Linked DNA regions of Mus musculus: region 1 is linked to region 2. A link is a contact called in public Hi-C data. All regions are on one chromosome and are shown on one strand. Each heading gives the region's core, a stretch centred on a gene start, on an enhancer-like site or on the middle of the called end of the contact. The rest is flanking DNA. Distances are from core to core; before and after follow the strand shown. Region 1 overlaps Ece1 (endothelin converting enzyme 1). Region 2 holds the start of Rap1gap (Rap1 GTPase-activating protein).

The links. A called contact is a pair of places that touch in the nucleus more often than the background predicts.
Region 1: a contact with region 2 is called in a Hi-C map of extraembryonic endoderm stem cells, with 2.1 times the contacts expected there. The contact joins the enhancer-like site here to the promoter of Rap1gap in region 2. A contact is called at or near these places in 8 of 39 promoter capture datasets (the C10 cell line, the HPC-7 cell line, HPC-7-derived erythroid cells and 4 more), 1 of 484 Hi-C or Micro-C datasets (extraembryonic endoderm stem cells), 7 of 115 datasets of contacts at active chromatin or transcription factors (embryonic basal ganglia, embryonic stem cells, forebrain and 1 more) and 3 of 9 other capture datasets (adipose tissue, liver and macrophages).

What each region holds. Positions count from the first base shown.
Region 1 is chr4:137,929,549-137,932,755 of GRCm38.p6, forward strand. The region is part of intron 4 of Ece1 (endothelin converting enzyme 1); the gene reads left to right. Among named protein-coding and RNA genes, the nearest start is that of Gm52683, 23 kb to the left of the region's middle. Within about 2 kb of position 1,808, at least 184 of the 459 cell types and tissues checked have an H3K27ac peak or open chromatin away from gene starts, as enhancers often do. A contact at or near this core is called in adipose tissue, extraembryonic endoderm stem cells, forebrain and 2 more, where this site is marked.
Region 2 is chr4:137,706,048-137,709,170 of GRCm38.p6, forward strand. It overlaps Rap1gap (Rap1 GTPase-activating protein), which reads left to right and starts at 1,420. Exons shown (of 24, transcript NM_001379234.1): 1 at 1,420-1,613. The coding sequence starts at 1,539. It overlaps Rap1gapos (RAP1 GTPase activating protein, opposite strand), which reads right to left and starts at 559. Exons shown (of 2, transcript NR_138594.1): 1 at 475-559.

The sequences.
Region 1 (3,207 bases), core at 558-3,057, 220 kb after region 2:
ACTCTGCCTTTCCCCCAGGCTGACTGGCAGGGCCTCCTGGGACTGGGGAGAAAGGAATGTGGCCTCACACCATCAGGAAGCAGCCAGCTTCCCGGCACCCCTTTGGCTTTGGCTTTCTGGTTGTGCCTACCTCTGATTATTTTACCAACTAGACAGCCTACCCCACAAACCCTTCCAGACGGGTATCTCCGCTCTCCCTGTCTGGCGTGTCATGTACGTGTGCGTGCTTGCTCATGCACGTTCTTGTTTGGGCCAGAGGTCAACACTGAGTGTGTTTCTCAGCTGCTCCTCTACCCTCTGTTTTTCAAGGCATGTGTCATGCTGAATCTAGACCTCACTGTTAGCACTAGCCTGGCTGAGTGGTTACACCTGGAATCGACCTGTCTCCATGTTGGGGTTTCAAGTGTGTGCTGCCACACCCTGCCTCTGACGTTCCAAACGTCATCTCCTCAGTCCCTTCTATACTTTCTTTTCTTTCTTGTTTGTTTGTTTTTTGAGACAGGATTTGTCTGTGTTGCCCCAACTGTCCTATTGTAACTCGATCTGAAGACCAGGCTGGCCTTGAACTCAGAGAGCTACCTGCCTCTGCCCTCCAAGTGCTGGGATTAGAGGTGCACAACCACTACCACTCGGGTCCTTCTAGAAGAGTTCTTTCCCTGTTATGTCTTCTGCCAGTGGGGCCTGAGCCACACTGCCATTTGTGTACCCTTCAGGTCTATGAGACCATAAAGCTGGGCATGGTGGTGAATTCCTATTCTTGCAGCACTCCTGAGGCAGGATGGGAAGATCAGAAGATCAAAGCCATCCTTTGGTATACATTAAGTCCAAGGTCAGCCTGGGCTATATGAGAACCAGTCTCAAAAGCAAAGCAAGGATACATACTGACAGTATTTAACACAAGCGAATTGTGACCATCGAAGCCGGGGGGGGTTGTGGGGGGGGGGAAGAGTGCTCGCCTGGCCTGCACAATCCCCTGGGTCCATCCCTAGAACCAAAGCTGGGGGTGGTGGTGGGGAGTGGGAGGGGGGTTGGGATAGCTAGCTACCTCCCTTCCTTTCTTGTGTCCCTCATACCAGTCTCTCTGAGAACATGGAACATTCCAGCTTCGTGAGATGAGTTTCTGTTGGTGACTGGGTGTGAGTTGTACTCTCTTCTCATTTCCTTTTGATTATGGCTTCCCAATATTTACCGTCTCCGTTTCCCCTTACTGCTCTGTTTGTCTTGGAAACACTACCCCCTACACACACACACACACACACACACACACACACACACACACACCGTAGTATCAGCTTCCATCGGAGAGTAGTTTTGGTAGATTTTATGATTCAGGCAGGGAGGCGGGGCCAGGACCTCTTAGGGGGTGGGGGTGGGTGGACTGTCTTCTGGCTTGTTTTTTTTTCAGCATACTGACTGGCAAGCAGGAACAAGAAAATAGAAAGACGGAGAGCGCCTGTCCCGGCCTCAGCCACTTTTATGTGACCTTGGTCTAATTACCCAGGCACTCGCCTATAAATTGGGTGTGATCCAAGTAAGAGCCACTTCTGGGGAAATGTTATGACAAGTTGCACACATGGCCACGCCCACGTGCTGGGAGCCAGCCGCTTTCTCAGGGAGGCTTAAGAATGCCAGGGTTCAGATTCCAGCTCATTCATCTCTTCGCCTTTGTTAGCCGGCTCTTTCCCTCTCCCGGGCTCCCTGTCCTTCTTCTTGGCCGGTAACACCACATCCATCTTTCTGTGTTGTCTGATGATGAGATACAGGCCTGACCCCTGGCCTGCACTCGGCACCAGGAAGTGCGGATAGTGTTGTCCCAAAGAGCTGGGCACCTCCTTTATCAGCCCCTCTTGGATGGAGCTCTTGAGGCCTGGAGCAGTCTGTGGTTTATCTAAAACAAACAGTGGCCTTGCCTGGCGGAGACTCCAGACCCGGCATGCTTCTGCCCTGATAGTGCCATGACAGCCCTGGAGCCTGAGGGATTCCCAGGCACCCGGTTCCCTGCAGCCCATCTCAGCAGCCTCTGCTTGCCCGGCTGCCTGGGCGTTTGCTTCCTAACACTGGCCAGCAGCGATGTGAGAAAGAGATCCAAGAAAAACTCCCAGAGGAAGATGAGGGCCGATTAAACGGTGTTCTGTCTTTCCTCTCTGGGACTTTGGGGAAGTGACTGCAGAAGTTTCTGGAACATGGGGTCCCTGGAAGGAAGTTAACTAGGCCATTGGAAACTCTGGTGTCTGGTCCCATGCTGCCAATTGATCTCCATGCCATTGGAGCCCAGGAGGTCTCCTTTCTCCTCTAGAATGTTCTCTGGGCTTTTACATCCCAGTCAGTAGTAGCAAGCCAAGCTCAGAGCTCTGTTATCTTTCCTTCACTTTTTTTTTCTTTCTTTCTTTCTTTTTTTTTTTTTTTTTTTTGGTTTTCTGAGACAGGGTTTCTCTGTGTAGCCCTGGCTGTCTTGGAACTCACTCTGTAGACCAGGCTGGCCTCGAACTCAGAAATCCACCTGCCTCTGCCTCCCGAGTGCTGGGATTAAAGGCAGCTGGGATTAAAGGCGTGCACCACCATGCCCGGCTCTTTCCTTCACTTTTCAAGTGCCTTTCACCCCTTCTCTGCCACAGTCTGGCCCAAGATCTGCGTTTGTTCACCTGATCCATCTCATTAGCTGTCTTTTGTGTTCTCCCAAGGGTGTGTGCATGTGTGTGCAAGTGTGTTTCACAGGCGTGTGCATGTGTACATGTGCACTTTACAGGTGTGTGCATGTGTGTGTGTGTGTGTGCGCATTTCACAGGTGTGTGCATGCATATGTGTGCATTTCAGGGGTGTGTGCATGTGTGTACAAGTGTGTTTCACAGGTGTGTGCATGTGTGAGCGTGTGCACTTGGATGCCAGAGCACAAAGTCAGGTGTTTTCTTCCATTGCGCGCTCTCTCTTTTTTGAAACAGGATCTCTCACAGAACCTGGAGTTCATTGGTTCAGCTAGGTTGTCTGGCCAGTGAACATTAGGGATCCACCTCCTCCCTGCCCCCACCTCTGCCCTCCAGTGTTGTGCTTACAGGCTTGGGCAGCTGTACCCAGCTCTTCAAGGTGTAAGGATCTGAACTCAGGGCCTCATGCTTGCATAGCAGGCTCTGGACCTACTGAGCCAACTCCCCAGCTCTGTAGGGCTGACTCAGTCAGCTCAGGTCCCTCTCCTCTGGAGCTTGCAAGGTC
Region 2 (3,123 bases), core at 170-2,669:
GAGTGTCTTCTCTATTGACCTTGCCAGCTCGTCACTGGGCAGCGCCTTTGGAAGTGCTTTGGAAATAATCAGTATTACTGTGTCCCCAGAGCTGTGCAGGGGTTGTATTTTCTTTTCTTTGGGGAGCCACATTTAAATAGACACCGAGCTACCCTCTGCAGTACTCAGGGACTGTAAAATCTGCATACATGTGCATACTTGGCCTACCTATACCTAACCTGGGAGCCAGACCACATTCAGACAGACAGACAGACACAAGTACATATATCTATAGTGTATTCAGACTTGCTCATGAACACATAAAGGAGATAGAAAGTAAATACCCCCCCAGGCGTCCCTACCCACCCCTTCCTACCCACGGGTACTTCTATGCTACAGCAATGCAGTATGTCACGTAGAGCCACGACTAGCCTTGGAGACACACATGTACACAGATAAGGACCTAGACACATACGCAGGCGGCATCCACTCTACCTGGCCTACATATCGCCGGTGATTTGAGCAGCTTTGGCCTCCCCCAGGGCCACGGTAGGAAAAGATGCTCTTCTGGCTGCATTGTGTTGGGTACCCGGAAGTGTGCAGGCCTGGAAGTGGTTGCATAAATCAATATTTGCTGTTGTTAATTATTAAAGCCAAAGCTACTCGGTGTCTGGAATGCACATCTCTGGTGTTCCCGCTGGCTCTCTAGGTCTAAACCTGACCCTGGGCCAGGTCTGGGAGGGCAGGGAAAGTGCTGCCTGCCTTCCTTTCAGGAGCTCCCTGGCCCTGGGGACAGAGGGTAGTAGACAGCACTTCTGGGAAGCTGTAGGAGATCTGCCCCCCGCCCCTAGCTGGAGGACAGTCCTGCCCCTAGAGCATCCAGACTTCTCCAGCATCTGTCTTGGGGTCTGTCCCTGCTGCAGACTGGCTGCACCAGCCTAAGACACAAGGACTTCAGGGTCAAGTTGGGGGTGGGGGGTGTCGTTTCAGAAGCCTTGTAATTTACAGATGGTAAACTGAGCCAATGGAGGTGCCAGAGACTCTGCAGCTTCAGACTCTTCCAGGGATCCCGGGGTTTTCTAGCAAAAAAAGCTATTGCACCTCTTGGAATATGATTTTCTAGTGAAGACATTTGTACCTCCTTGGTTATGGCGATCTGGTGAGACACGCAAAGGGTCCAGCAAAGAAAGTGCTTAAGCACCATCTCCAGTACTCCTGCATTCCCTGGGCACAGCTGTCCCAAGAACCTTGTCCTTGAAGCCCAGAGGCAGGGTCTCCAGTCTGGGAAGACACAGCTGCTCACAGAAGTGCCTGAGGCTTCCCGCGCGCAGGCGCAGTGTCCTGGGCCCCTTGCCCGGCCGCCCCGCGAGTGGGCGTGGTGGCCTTCCGCCCCGCCCCTCCTCCGCGCCTCCCGCACCTGGCGCCCCGCCCCCTCGGGCCCGGCAGCAGGGTGAGCCCAGAGAAGGCAGAGCGGCGGCGGGCGGGACAGGAGCGCAGAGCTCGGGCTACGGGGCCCCGGGCCGGGCCGGCTTACAGCGCCGCCGGGGCTGGGGCTCGGGATGGCGCAGCCGCGGCCCCCAGCGCCCCATGGCCGTCCGCGGAGGGGCTCGTTGCCGGCGGGGGCCGGCTGGCAGGTGAGGACCCTGGCAGGGGCGGCCTGGCCGACTGGGGACCCAGGGCCATCAGTCAGCCTTACTACCCAGAGTCTGGCAGTCTGTGCCTGAACCCCGTCACGGTGGGTGTGTATGTTTTTGGACTGACACCCGAACTACACGGAGCACCCTAGTGTTTTCCAAAGCTGCCCCTGGGTCAGACGTAGGGACACTGTGGCCATGGGCTGCAGTGACACTGGGTGTGTGTTTAACTGTTGTTGGGACTGCCTGCTGCCTTTTCCACACAGATGGAGCGATATCATAGGGTGACTCTGGTGGCTCTTCCCCAGGTGGGATGCCCGGCTTCTGGCCACACCACTCCCAGCCTTCCTTTGCCATGTGTCAGGGCGTCTGCTGTTGCCTGTGGGGCTGTAACTGTGGGTGTTACTTGATGCTCTGTGTGCACACTCTGGGTGACAGTGCCATGTGTCAGTGTTTATGTGGTTGTGATTCTGGTGCAGCCATGTGTGGTGTTTCGTTGTGGCTGGCTGTTTGGTCACCTTAAGTAGGACCTCCTCTTTTCCTCAGCCCTTTGCTGGGTCTCTTTAGGTCAGAGACTATCTGGCTGACCCTGAAAGGATGGTGGCACTGTTGTGACATTGTCACGTTGACAGGTGTGTTTGTCCTTCCTGGACAATAGGTGTGTGTCTATGCTATCTGCCAAACTGTCATTGCTATCTGCTCTTCTAATCTCAGAGGTGTTGGGTGTGGCCACAGGTGCCCATGGCTCAGGGGCTCCTGGGTACTACTGAAGTGGACTTTACAGGTTGGATCTTGTTTTGTAGGTAGGCTTCAGAGTGTATGCACAAGGGCTTAGGTTTTGTGACTTCATACTGTGCATATGTGGTGATGGGTGGTGATGCTCAGGATCCCATGGGGTTTAACAACCCTGGCAGTTGCCTGATTCCTCTTCCTTTGCTCGGAACTCTTGTCTACAATATGGGATGCTGGCTTGGGTTTGTTGCACCGCATGCTTTGATCCTGGCAGTGACGCCTGGGACTCTGCATCTGTTTCCCTGAGCACCTGGCTGAGCCTGCACGTGCCGGTGCTCTCCTGGTCTCAGCCAGGAGAATGCCTGTGTCTGTGTGCAGTTACTGGGGTGCAGGCCTGCACCGGTGTGTGCACAAGTGTGAATATCAGGTACATGGACTTGAGTATGTGTTGTGTGTAACTCAGAACACCAACATGTGTATGTGTGTGTTAGGCAATGTCTCCAAGAATTACTGTGCATAGACTCCATATGGATTTCTGTATGCATCTCTGTGTGTGTTTCTTGATACACAAAAGGTATGCCTGGTGCCATGTTCAAATCATGGTGTGGAGGCCTGTGTGTGCGTCTCACAGACAGAGAGTATGTTTCCTGGATTCACAACCTTAGCACATGTGTGTGAGCCCAGATGGCCCCTCCAGGGCAGCAGGAACCACCTGAGTTGAACCTTGGAAGGGCTGGAGGAAAGGCTGTCCTGGAGACTCTGGGGGCTTCCCAGGCCC